Regions from separate parts of the Rattus norvegicus genome. Here region 2 is linked to region 1. Evidence: chromatin contacts called from public Hi-C data. All regions are on one chromosome and are shown on one strand. Each heading gives the region's core, a stretch centred on a gene start, on an enhancer-like site or on the middle of the called end of the contact. The rest is flanking DNA. Distances are from core to core; before and after follow the strand shown. Region 1 has its middle 16 kb from the start of Cd2. Region 2 overlaps Igsf3 (immunoglobulin superfamily, member 3).

The links. A called contact is a pair of places that touch in the nucleus more often than the background predicts.
Region 2: a contact with region 1 is called in a Hi-C map of the A7r5 cell line, with 6 times the contacts expected there. The contact joins two enhancer-like sites. A contact is called at or near these places in 8 of 12 Hi-C or Micro-C datasets (the A7r5 cell line, the Rat2 cell line, Schwann cells and 5 more) and 1 of 1 datasets of contacts at active chromatin or transcription factors (oligodendrocytes).

Annotation. Positions count from the first base shown.
Region 1 is chr2:191,425,723-191,432,489 of GRCr8, reverse strand. No RefSeq gene overlaps it. Among named protein-coding and RNA genes, the nearest start is that of Cd2, 16 kb to the right of the region's middle. Within about 2 kb of position 3,614, at least 12 of the 93 cell types and tissues checked have an H3K27ac peak or open chromatin away from gene starts, as enhancers often do. A contact at or near this core is called in the A7r5 cell line and Schwann cells, where this site is marked.
Region 2 is chr2:191,569,881-191,576,806 of GRCr8, reverse strand. All of the region lies in intron 5 of Igsf3 (immunoglobulin superfamily, member 3), which reads right to left. Among named protein-coding and RNA genes, the nearest start is that of Igsf3, 72 kb to the right of the region's middle. Within about 2 kb of position 1,781, at least 26 of the 93 cell types and tissues checked have an H3K27ac peak or open chromatin away from gene starts, as enhancers often do. A contact at or near this core is called in the A7r5 cell line and Schwann cells, where this site is marked.

The DNA of each region.
Region 1 (6,767 bases), core at 2,365-4,864:
TTTCCTGGATCAAATCTTCCTGCCTCAGCCTCCCTAAGGCCAGGATTTTAGACATCACTATGTGCGCTACTCTCAGGAGGAGACATTTAAATGTTAATGAGAGACAGCTTGGCCCATTAGAGCAGGAACCTGGTGAGGCCATCATGGTTGCTTGCACAGACGCAAACCTCTATTGTGTACCAGACAGGAATGGGCTGCAGAGGAGAACCGGGGAAGGTTTGATAAAAAAGGCAATAAGGGAATTGGTAGATGGTGTGTCCCTTGTAAGAATGTTCATGCAGGGACTTGAGAACATGTTTTTTAAAACCACCGAGAAGAGCATTCACTTTTTAAAGGGATTCTTCACTCTGAAGACAGGGAGACATGGCTCGGTTTTGGGGCTGCAGGAATAGAGTGTAGTTCCCAACTCTTACAATGTTGGGGCACCGTCGTGCCAACCCACCCGAATTGGGGCATTATCCTCCCTGGCTCCAAGAGCTTCTCCCATGGCTGCCCCAGACAGCGACTCAGAATCACAAGCACTCAAAATGCATTTGGAAGGCACTGGTAATTGAAGAAAGACTCATATGACAGAGATTGGATTTGCCCCTCACTTCTGAGAATGCATCAGTCTCACAAAAAGCCATGCAACAATACAAGGATTAACAGCATGCATCCCATGCAAAAATAAAAAATAAAGGGGGGGGGCAAATAACGGAGGAAGTGTGGTTAATTAATGCAGTAGGAGCTGAAACCTGCAGGAACAGATGAACACACTCTCCTTGAATATGATACAGTAAGCGGTTTCATTAAGGAGACAGTTTATGTGGCAGAAGAGATAATAGCACGCGAGACGGGAAATGCAAAAATAAATTAGTCTACGAGAAAACACCAATTTGAGAATATTTCATAGGGCTCGATTTGTGAGAAACCTCTCCATGGTCGACACACATGGAATTCTCTCTTCAGGATACCTTGAAAATAGGTCAGGTCAGCCCCGGTGGGTTGGGCAGGTTTAGGTGTGAGTTTCCTCTGTGGGAGAGAGCCCAGCTGGGTATTTTCAGAGACTCCCATTAGCCTATGATCCTAAGGATCCACTTATCGGCACTTTCTGTGTCTGTCATTTTTTAAAGCTGGTTAACTTGGTGGCTTTATTATTTCCCACCCCCTCCCAATTCCCTACGGCACTAACTAAATCAGACCACATTTGGAGTCTGCGTTTCTTTCTGGGCAGCACATTTAAAAGGGACACTGGCCCGTTCCGCCTTCAGAGAAAGGAGCCAAGCCAAATGGGTGGAAGTCGCTCAGAGATACAGTTTGACTCCATTTAAGAAAGCAGTGTCCCTCCCCACCCCCTCCCACTTTCAGAACCTCCCGCAAAGCCAGGGTCGCATTTTGAGGCAGTTCGCTCTCAGGGACTGAAACATGAGGTATTTGAACAGCTCTCAATGTTGTTCCGGAAGAGATTTTCCCCCCTGAAGTTTCCTTCCAGTTCTGACACTGTGTGATTGATTGCTTGTCTGACTTCTCAAGGTGTTTTACGAAGTCAACAACTCCTTTTTAGTTCTTCGATCTTGGTTATCACCTTCGCCTGTTCCTACAAGGAAAGAAAAAAAAGTTGGCAAAAGTAACATGGAACGGCAGTGTTTTTTGTGTTCACCACATTTCTTATTTCTGTGACCAAATGTATGACGCGGGCAACTTGAGGAAGGGTTCGGGCTGAGGGACACAGTTTATTGCGTGAGGGGAGGCATGGTGGCAGAGTGCGAGGTGGCTGGTCACAGTGTACCCTCCGTCAGAGAGATGAATACCATTGCTCGGTTTCCTCTTTTCCCCATTTTTAGGCACTATGGGAGTCCAGTTGATGAGATGGGGCGGTCCCCATTCAGGGTGGGTCATCCTTCCTCAGTTTACCTCTCTGTGAATGACCTCAGTGTCACACCCAGAGGTGGGCCTTCTCTGTGATTCTACATCGGTTGTGGCTGACAGCGAAGAGTAACCATAATCCCTCCCACCCATGCTTAGTGACAGGGCTTGGCCTGTTTGTCTGGAAGCTGCTCCCCTTCCCAGCTTCCTTCGCATCCCTGCCCCAGCTTTATTCTCCTGGTTCCAGCTCTACTAACCTTAGCCCCCCTTTCCCTCAGTCCTCAGACTGTTGTTTGCCTCTCTGCCTTGGGCCAGTGCTCTTCCGGCTCACCTTGGCCTGGAGAAGGTTCATGACCCACCCAGCACCACCCCCAGTGCTGTCACCCCAGGCTGGTAGCACTTGAGACCCCTTGATGCTGCTGACAAGATCGCATCTGCCTACTGTAATCTTTTCTTTTGTAATGTGATAAAAAGAGGTGGGTTGCCCTGACGATTGAATTAAATCTATTCCTAAAATTCTCTAGCAGGGAATAGGTGAGTGTTGAGGCCCCCGGAAGACTGTGCTGGAGTGACTTGGAAAGGAAAGCAGACCACTCATGTGCTGAATGCCAAGCACTGTGGGTGCCTCTTGCCCTTCACAGATGGGCCTCCCGCTGCCCTGAAAAGCAGGCCTTGCTGCCTGTCAAGACTATGGCGGTTTGTCAAAAGCAAGCACAGAGACCTTTAGAAGCCTTCATGGTCTATGAGGATGGAGTTGCTCCTTCTACATAGTTGAGCCTCCAAGACACCTTCTCTGAACATCCACCATGGTTGCAGGCACCATACCATGATGTGTGTGTGTGTGTGTGTGTGTGTGTGTGTGTGTGTGTGTTTGTGAGTGTGTGTGTCTGTGTATGAGTGCGTGTGAATGTGTCTCTGTGTGTGTCTGTGTGTTTGTGTTTGTGTGTGTGAGTGTGAGTATGAGTGTGTGTGAATGTGTCTCTGTGTGTGTTTCTGTGTGAGTGTGTTTCTGTGTGTGTGTGTCTGTGTGTGTTTCTGTGTGTGTGTGTCCCCTTACTTGGCAAGGAGCTCTTTAGCACCTAAGCCCTTGTTACATGCTTACCTTTGCTCCACAGTCCCTGTCATAGTGCCTGGCTATATTAGCACCTTACAAGATCCAGAAATCAACGTTTTTTTGGAGCAAAAACCACCTAACCAGTCTGTTCACTCAGCATGCTCCTGGCTTGCTTTTCTTCTTTCTATTAAAAAAAAAAAAAAAGACATCCTTGTAGGTGTGCTATACAGGTAGGGAAAACCCCAAGAGAGGGTCTTGGACTCCTGGTTAATGAGGAGGAAGGGGAGAAGGGGAGGAGAGAGGGCAGAAGGAACCGCGCTGAAGACTGGCTGGATCTCCCCCTTCCTCTCTGCTGAAAGTTGGGGTGTGGCTAGAGGTAGTCGGGTGTGGGGATGGGTCATGAGAGTTCCATACTCAGTGTTTTACTGCTGTGCGCAATTACCTGACAGAAACAGTTTAGGGAAGAGATGGTTTATTTTGGCACAGGTTTCAGAGGGATTTCAGTCTCCCGTGGTGGGGAAGTCATGGCAGCTGGCCTGCCATTCTGCTACCTCCGGAGCCTAAGGGAAGGCTTCTCCAGGTGGAGACGAGGAAGCCGAGCTGGAAGGTCGGAAGCTTCAAAGCCTGCCTCTAAGCCTTTTAGTGTCTTAAGGACGGATTCGGACGGCCAGGCCCCACTCGCTCAAGGCTCTGAGGCCTTCAAAACAGCGCCACCAGCTGGGAACATGAGCTCACTGCAGAGCCTGCGGGAGTCGTTTCACATTCAAAGTCAGCTCTGTAGCATAGCTTAGGAACGCTGGGCCTCCCTCCCTCCCTACTTTCCTTCTTCCTCATTCTTCTTCCCTTGCTTTGTTCCTTGAGCACTGGAAACAGTACCCGCTTGAGCCAGTGTATGGCCGGGGCTGGTCCTGGAGGTCCTGGTGTGCTTGTGTTCTGTAGCTTGTCCTCCCAGTGTCTCCTCCTCTTCCCTCAAGTTGTGCTTCCTTTTTAATTGCTCCATTTCTTCCCCCGCTTTTTTTTCCTAGTTAAAGGCTACCAAAGAGTGGAATTGGGTGTTTCAGTCGTTTGTGGTCACCGTTCATTTCATGGTCCTCTGCATTTATTAACTCTTATTTCCTCTCTATAATTTCCCTTTCCTGATATTTGTAAAAGCTCATCTTATTCTTCTTAATTGCATGGCTGGTGCGATCTAATTCCTATTTTCCCCTTCCGTATCTTTGCTCAGAAAGCTTTAACTGGTGCAACAGTCTCTGTTTTTCTCTCTTTCTCTTTGCAGACACAAATGCCATTTCTTTCCCTTCAGATCTCTTTCAGTCTTTGGGGAAGTCATGTTGATTGTATTTTGCTTCTCCTTTAGAAAAAAGGTTTTAATTATGTGTGGATCTACCCCCCCCCCCCCAGCCCCAGTCCTCACTCTAGAGCCAAAGTGACTCCGAGTCCCTCTGTGGCAGGGGCGGGCGACTCTTCCGGTTTACTGCCTGAGCAGAAAGCCGAGCCCGGGGCAAGAAGGAAAAAAGAAGGCTGAACTGGCTTATGGCTTCCTGTCAGCGGCTGTGCACTGACTGTTGGTGAAGCAAATAACAGAAAGATCTAGACGCCTAGCAGGCTGGGCCTCGTACATAATTAGGTGCTCATCGGCAGTGACAAGGTCTCTCAACTTCCGGTTTGTTGGTAGAGGTCCGGAGCATCCGCCTGAATGCTGGCCATTTGCCATCTATCACTCAGGCCGCTAGAACCACAGCACCCCCTGGGTATTTTGCCCATTCTCCTCATTTAACTCCTGTCTTATTCTGTTGTGACCCATGGCTATTCGATTATCTCTATTACCTGTCCAAAATTTAGTCCCACTCCTTACTCTGCACTGTAAATGAATTTTGGATTCCATGGTCCCCACTGCTATTAGCCTTGTTGCCATTTACTCTACAAACATCCCCACTCCCACCCCCACCCTTCCTTCAACCTCCAAGTGTGACAATCGTTGGTCAGTTGGCACCTTTCGTGTGTGCCTTGCTTCCCACTCACATCGAATGTCTCCATTAAACATCCCAGGCCAAGGTGAGCATGGTGTGGCCATTCATCCTCCCTCCTCAATTGACACTCCTGGTTTCTCTCGACATTGTCTCTGCCCCCCACCCCTGTCGCCATGCCTTAGGGACGATGACTGTAATCTAGGAACCACAGGTGAGGATCAGACAGAATTTAGTCAGCAGAGTTCTAGTCTCCTTGAGCCAGGGTGAGCATGTGACATAGTTCATGCCAGTCACATTAGAGAGGGCATTTTTTGCAGACATCTATAACAAAAAGCTTCCACATTGTAGACAAAACAGTTCTCACCTCAGAGGGAATAAAAGATAATTTGCCAGTCTAATATCTAATATCAGTGACCATGGCCTTGGGACATAGATTCAGACGTCCTTAGACAGTGTGTTCTAATGAATGGAAATTGTTTCATAGTTACCAAATAACAACAAAAAGCCATAGGTTGGTCAATCGTTGGACACATTGGTGGAAATTAGAGGCAGGCAGATTCTAATGAAAACAGATATGTTTCTGTTCTTGGTTTCAGGTGTTGCCGGAGGTCATTCTTATCTTTTGGGTTGGTGGATGCTAGCAGACTATTAATGCGTTTCAACCTGTGTCACTGATAGTCACCAGATGTGAGATCAGAGGTGAGCAACGAATAGTTATGAAATGGACTGCAGATAGCTCAATAATTTAGTTCTGGACTAGTAACATTCCAACCCTCCACAATCTCTGCCTTCTAATCAGTCAGTCTGTCAGCCAGGTAGAATCCGTTACACAGGTGTGGCTGCCCCACCCCACACACACCCCAGGAACTCCAGATCATCTTAGTTCTTCTCTGAGAGAGCTTCCAGAACAGGTCTGAGCTGACAGTGGACATCTTTAACACCGTATGCAGAGAGCTGAAAATGAAGCCAGAGTAGACCAATGCCAACAGACACAGGAGAACAGAGCCTTGATCTTATTGTCTACGTTCATGTGGTGCCTGAACCCCTCCTCAACCTCTGCCATGCGTACACCTGCCTCTCACCCACAGGTTAATCACACCGCCACCGCCTCTGACACACTCCGAACCCGAGCTCTCTCTACATCCCACACTACCTGCCTAATCCTCCCACTCAGACCCCACAGTAACCTGCATAGGGGTCTCCCTGCCTCTACCCTAATTCCAGAGTCAGTCAAGTCAGGCTTGAAAACCTCAAGTGAGACTGCTACTCTCCTCAGAACCCTAAAGACATGACAGTCATCTCCGAGAGCAGTACCCCAATCCTCAGCACCTGCCTGCTCCCCTCTGAGCACATCTCCTATGACTGCGCTCCATCAGCTCACTCCAGCCTCTCTGGCCTCTTAGCTCCCACCTCAGGACCTTTGCACGTACCATTCCACCTCTCAGCTATGTTCTTCTGCAAGTAGCAGGATGGCTGGTTCCCGTTTGCCTCGAAGGCTTCAGCTGAGCCATTGAAACCATTTCTGCCCAATGTGGGAGCCTCTTGCCACTGTGCCCCTTTGCTTTGCTTTGTGTCTCTAGAACACCTTACCATTACCCGACAAACTCAGATTTACATCTATGTGGCCCTTCCTACCCATCATCACCCTTAGAACGTGTGGGCTTGTCTTCTTTGCTAATAAATATAGAAACTTCTAGAACACCTCCTGGCACCAAGCAGGCACTCAAGAAGGCCTTATTGATTGATTGGTTGCTTGGATGAATTAAAGGATCGTGTCCTTATTTTGAGCGAGGTATTTTAAACTGGGTTCCTGCCACAGGCAGACAAAAGCATTTCAGCATGGAATTCGGTTAAGATTTGCCTCAAGCGTGGGCAGATGAACAACGTAGCTTTGGCTG
Region 2 (6,926 bases), core at 532-3,031, 150 kb before region 1:
TGTGCCCTGTCCACTCTCCCTGTGCCACTGCCCGCACCCAGCCAAGACACCAGTCTGCCCAGAGCCTGACCTTGCTTAAAACATTTAATGGCTCCCAACTGTCTATAGAATCTAAGGGAAAATTCATTTGGCCAGCACAAAGCCCCTCAGAACCTGGCCCAAGTTCAACTGTCTTGACTCATCTCCTCGGACGTCAGCAACTCCAGCTCCCCTGACCCACACACTCTACCCTGAACCCTGGCCACTGTCCCGTTGTTCTGTCTCCTCTGCCACCTCCCTGCCAGACCCTGCTTTCCTTCCCACTCAATCTCTTTCTGCCTCCCATTCCTTCCTCGGTGCACTCTGACACCCAGCTGCCTCCCCGTCTCTCTTCTCCCCTAGACACCGAGCACCCAGGCACAGAGAGGAAGCTTTTCCATTCGTCAGATGATATTTCCGATCATCCCCTGTTCAGGAGACACCCTGAAAGTGGGACAGCCCCAGTCTCAGTGCTCCCTGCCACTGTGTTTTCTCACTCCTGTACCCACAGCCTTGCACAGTGCCTAGGCTTTGGAAAGCAGAAAAGGCCTCCCTTGGTGTTCACTCAGACACAGAGATGTGGGAGCAGGCAGTACAGGAGGCCAGGGCAGGTCCTGAAGCAGTGAGGATAGGGATGGCCAGGGCAGAGCCAGCACCAGCCTCACCTCCCTTACTGTCCACGTCCAGAGGCAACAGGGACGGCCAACTCCAGACAGTGAGAATAGGGACGGTCATTGCTGCCCTGCTCATAACAGAGCAAACATCCATCTTTAAGTTGCCAAGAAGCCAAACCCTGGTAAAATGTATGTTATTGGAGATTATCGGTGATTATTGGAGACTCTCCCCTATATATCATTACCCCTGTGTTCCCTACTAACCTGAGAAGAAAGGAGAAGGCAATTCTCTTAGCGAGCTGGTATTGAGAGCAGCCCCCTCTCCCCCCTTCACATCTTAATTCTGGGCCACTCTGTCAGCTGAGGAAAACCCAGGGTGTGGTACGGGTCCCACAGCGAGGGAAGAGCCAGTGCTTCTGCCGACCAGGCTGGCCCATCTCCAGGCCCTGCTGAGCAGCCCTGGCCTCCTCAGGGCTGGAGTCAGGCGCTGGAATGTGCAGAAGCCATCCGGGTGGACGACTGCACCCTGGCTGCGCCCTAGGGTTCTGGCCAGTTAGCTGGCCTGCTTTGTTCGAGGCTCCAAGGGCTGAGCCCCATGTGTAGGGAAGGAGAGCGTTTGACAGCCACGCACTGCTCCTCCGTGTGCCCATGAACACACAGACAAACGTACAGGATGGACTGAAGCTTTAGTGAGAAGGCACAGCAGGTCCCACAGCCAGCACTATTACTACAAAAGCATCCCTGGGGACCTGTCTCCGGTTGCTGAGGCAGACTGTCCCCTGACGGAGGACCTCTGAATTCACACACAGACCTCGAGCCATGGCGAACACTTCAGGATGGGCTGTGGCCTTGTGCTCCAGTTTCATTGTGTACCAGTCTTCACTTTCCTCTTTCTTCAAACACAAGGTCCTCCAGGGCACTCTGGGAATCCTAGAGCCTGGACGGGCACGGCCTACTGGTCAGCTTTCCTGAGTGGACTCCTGTGAGGCCTGAGGCAACCTGTTCTCTTTTCATCCCTTTCCAACCCAATTCACCACTTCCAAATGCATCTCAATCACCAGACGACACCACCTGAGTTATCTGGTGTTTGGCCAGACGAACTCGGTTGTTCTGTGTAGAGTAGAAAGAGCTTTAAAATGTATTATTAATTGGGGCCAGATTATTTTTGCAACTGTTACTAAGGAAACCTCAATTGCTATAGTAACTGCATATGTTAAACTGGTATCCTATGACTCAACTTCTATTCAGTCACATGGCCAAAGAACCACAAGCCAAGGAAGAGACATATTTCAAAGCGTTTCCAATTTCTTCTTGTTCTCTCTCTCTCTCTCTCTCTCTCTCTCTCTCTCTCTCTCTCTCTCTCTCTCTCTCTCTCGCCATCCCATGTCAAAATATTATGAAGTGTTGGGGGAGTTTAAGAGAGAGGTACTTTTGGAATTTGGTGCATGCCTGACAGATGGGCAGGGGGTCAGCCCTTACTGTAAGCTCTGCATTTCTTCTCTGTCTCAGGGGTGGGGAGGACGCATCCTGGAGCCCCGAGGAGTCAGGAGGTTCCACAGCTCATTAGGAGGCATTCACAGGCAGCCTCAGCATCGCCCTGGGCAAGGTGCTTCTGTAAGCTCCCCGACCTCCCCCTCCCCTTCACCCTAAGGGAATCTGGCCTTCCTGAGGGCCAGTGTTTTCACCTGCTAAAGAGAACAGGGAAAGTGTGTATCTAATTCACCCACAGTGCCCTGCAGATTAAATGCATTAGCTTTGGAGGAGTTTAGTGTGAGGCTGCATGGACCCTGAACAATGGGGAGGTTTTAGCTCTCCTCACTCCTTCTTGGTTTGTGTTTGTGGTCCCAAGCTCAAAGCTCATAATTAGGGGAGACACTGAAAAACCGAATTTTTTTCTTTTTCTTTTTTTTGTTTGTTGGGTTTTTTGTTTTTCTTTTCTTTCTTTTTCTTTTTCTTTTTACAGAGTTTCTCTGTGTGACAGTCCCTGGATGTCCTGGATTTGCTTTGTAGACCGGGATAGCCTTGAACTCACAGAGACCTATCTGCCTCTGCCTCCAGAGTGGTTACACCCAATACAACTAAATTTTTTTTTAAATTAATTTTTAAATTTACTTTATATCCCAATCACAGCTCCACCACCGAACTTTTTACAAGTATTACAGACAGGGCCATCAAGATGGCTCAGAGGATACGGCGCCTGCTGCCAAAATCCAAGGACCCAAGGAAGGAGAAAACTGACTCCTGAGAGTTGTTCTCTAACCTCCACGTGTATCCTATTTCATGTACCTGCCTTCTCCGCACCATATATATGCAAAATAAATAAAACTAATAGAATAAAGTTAATTCTAGGTTAGCAGAAAGGCCCAAGGTCCAATTACCAGCAACCATATAGAAACCCACAATTGTCTGTAACTCCAGGTCAGGTTATCCAATACCCTCTTCTGGTACCAGGCATACACAAAGTATACAGACATACATGCAGGCAAAACACCCATATTCACAAAGTATTAATAAGCAAAACCCAAAAAATCCTAAGCACTATGGATCAGCAGTGTGAGATCCTTTGGGTGGATTTCTCAGAAACAGACTCTCAGACCTACTGCATCACGATCTTCACGAGAACAAGGTTCATGGAGATCCAGACGTGCCTTCAGCCTGGGAAACCCAGAGTGTGGCTGCTCAGCACGTGAACTTGGGAGAGCCAATGAATGCAGAGGTAAAAGTAAGTAAAGACATGCAAAGGTAGGCTTGGTCGGTCCCCTCCAGGAGAGGAGAGAATGCAGCAGCAGCAGGAGGGCCAGGCAGGCTGGATGGCAATGCTGGCCCAAGCAGTACACAGTACACTGCAGCGTCTGGGCAGCTTTCTTCCCAGGACGATCAAGGCTAAGGGAATCTGTCAGTCCTTGAAGGCTGCTTTGCTGGGAGGCAGAGGAAGGCTACAGGGAGGACGGAGAGTGAAATGAGGACTCAGCAGCAGAGAGCGGCAGTTGCTTCCCTAGCCAACCTGCCCGAACTTTGGATGAGTTTTATGTGTGCACTGCTCATGCGGAAGGCACTTACTCCTTAGTAAATGATTCTCCTTAAACTCAACCATAACTGCCTTACATCAAAGGCCATTTTTAAAAGGACTCCTCTTCGTGCAAATGCCTGGGCAACAGCTATGACCCAATGATTGCTAATCACATTAACTAATAGGTGACTGAATTAAAAACCCAATTAATCTCTTTTAATAATTTTTTTTTTTATTAACTTGAGTATTTCTTATATACATTTCGAGTGTTATTCCCTTTCCCGGTTTCCGGGCAAACATCCCCCTCCCCCCTCCCCTTCAATTAATCTCTTAAAATTAATTCTGACTGTGATGAAAGAGCGAGAACCTAGCAAAAAGTTGTGATCCCTGAACCGGGCTCTGAGAAATAAATGAGCAGGGGTCCCACAGGTGAAGGATGAAGAGAAGAGATCAACCAGAGCAGGCAGCAGGGCCAAATTCCCGGTGTACCGATTCTGGCAGGAGCCAGTGGCCAGGCGTGGCAGATGACGTCAGAAAGGGGCAGGGCCAAGATTGGAGGCGGGACTAGTTCTTGACCCTGCCCACCGTGGCTCTCAGGGGGGATTTGATGGATGGCACAGCTACCACAAGTTAAAACTACAGTGGATCAGAAATGGGGGTAAGAGTGACTCCCAGGAACCTGTGGGTTTGTGAGCCTGCAGGCTCTTCTGCGTGGCAGATTCCGTGCAGGCGAGCAAGGGATGAGCAGAAGAGAGTTGAGGAGAGATCAGGAAAGAATGAAGTTAAAGGAAGGGAGACTGCTCTTTCTAAAACATGACAGGAGTAGCGGGGACAGAGGAAGCCAGTGGCTGGGGTGGAAAAGATCCTTCAAGTGCAAGGAATCAGGTCAACCAGGAGACTAGGGGAGAATGGGGAGCTCTGGGGATACCCCTCCCTCAAAATGCACACATGCATGCATGCATGCATGCACACTCTGGGAAGCAAGTGGAAAAGGCACCTGCCACTCATGAAGTTACTGCACTTGAAGTGTCCATGTCCCTCCCTGTCATGCCTTGACATGCCCGGCCATGACCTACCTACCTAGTCCCTAATAAGCTCTTCCTCAGACCTCAGTCTGAAGACAAGACTCCCAGCCTCTGTCTCAGCCTTTCTAAAGGGCAAGTAAGACAGTGGTCACTTCCAAGCTGACGGCCTGAACCTGGGACATCAGTTCTCCACAGGGCAGACAATGCCCCTGGACCTCGATCACCACAGACAATCCCACACCACCACAGGAGTCTGGAGGCAGACGGTCTTGATTCTTACATTGGTTTAAGGAGTGGAAAATATTTAATGTCTCAAATTCTCTCCAATAGAGCTCTGTCCTGTGTCCTATGTCCTGTGTGATTTTCAAATGACACTCATGAGAATTCTGCCTTTGAGCCTGGAGCCTACTTTCCTTTTCTAGTAAACACAGCATTTTTTTTCTTCTTCTTCTCCTTCTCCTTCATGTTTTTAATGTATAGGGCCGACCAGGAGAGACCTTTTCTTTATCTTCTTCAGTCACTCTAATGTGATGGCTGTCATGCTGCTGCTAGGGGCAGCAGTCACAGCCCCTCTGGCCATGACTGTGTCCCTTGTTACTGTCTTCAAGTAATTATATATGAGAGGATGTATTTCGCTAAAAAACTTTATATATATTCATTCCTCCTAGCCAGGTATGGTGGCACACAGCTCTAATTCTAGAACTTGGGAGTCTGAGGCAGGAGGATTGTGGGTTTGAGGCCAACAAAACCAAATGAAAACAAACAAAAAGCGCCACGGGGCGTTGGGGGAGCTGACAGCGGTTAAAGATTATGTGACTAGAGATGTTGCATTGAATCTTATTTAATTTCAGGTTAGCAAAGACTAGCCATCACTTAATATGCCATCTGAAAGGAGTAAGGAGTGCGAGCTGCTCTTGGAGGGGTGTTCAGTTCCCAGCACAGGTCAGACATTCACAACCACCTGGAACCCCAGCTCCAGGAGATCTGACGCCATCTTCTAGACTCTCTAAGTACCTGCATTCCTATGCAAATATACACATACATACACACGTGGTTAAAAATAGAAAATCTTTTGAAAGAGGTATATCAGCTATACATGGCCAAAGCCCCAATTCCCCAGGTTAGGGCGCTCTGACTTAATAAACTTTTGTCCCAGGCTCTCTTCTACCATAAGCTCTTTACGAATGTTAACTATGCACTCCTCACTGGTCCAATCAAGTGAATATTACTCCAATTTTACCAAGATTCTTTCTCAGTCACAGAGCCAGTGATCTGGTAGGCTTGGACTCCCACCAGGCCATGTGGCTCACCCTCATCTTTAACAAGAATGAACTGGGGCCCTCCCAGCTCCCACACATCCATTCCTGGTGCTGGTGCAACCTCCATTCTGGAAGGTCTAACCCTATTCCCATCCACAGTCCACACTGAAGTCCCATGTGACACACCCACAGCTGTAGTGCCAGTAGGTGCTCAAACGTGCCCAGAAGGGCACCAGCAGGTGGGCAAAGGGAAAGCAGCAAGGGTTGGGAGGTAAACATTAAATTGGGAGAAGCCAGGCACACCCTACCCTGCTCAAACTGTCTACAGACAGAGCATTGACCTTAACTGACTGCTGCCAGTAACTGACATCAGGCAGATACCTGCTGCCACCATGGCAACAAAGTTGAAGCATGAATGGACCTTCTCTTAGGGCTCTTACACTCAGGCTTGCTCTGTCCTGCATAGACACCAGGCAGGCAGAAGCTGCAGGGGTTGGAAGGAGGAGAACACAGGCTGTCCAGGGAGAATGCCAGGGCACTTCTCTGGTAAGGACAGCCCATGCTCACATACCCCGGACTCTCAGCTAGCCCAATCTGCCAGGTCAGCAGAGAACATGAAGAAAACAGATTCGGCAACATGCAGAAGGCATTAAATATTCATGCGACTGCCCATCAGTCCGATCCCAGCAGAATATACCCACTGACAGGCAGTCTTCTACCACCGGACGCTGTCCGCCTGGAGGCTTGTTTATTGCTTTGTCAATTTTAATGCACAATATTTAATAGCTAGACCGAGGGATAGCCATAAACATTTGCAAAGTGAGTGCTGACATTTCCCTTACTGCTTCTGTATTTAGCCACGTGAAATCGGAGGGTGTTTTTGGAGCTGGAGAAAATCAGAAGAAAGCAAGATGATGCTTCACAACTAAAAGAAAAAAAACTGAAGGAGAAGAGAATGGAGCACACTGGACTGGCCAAGTCTTGCCTCAGTGTCCCACGG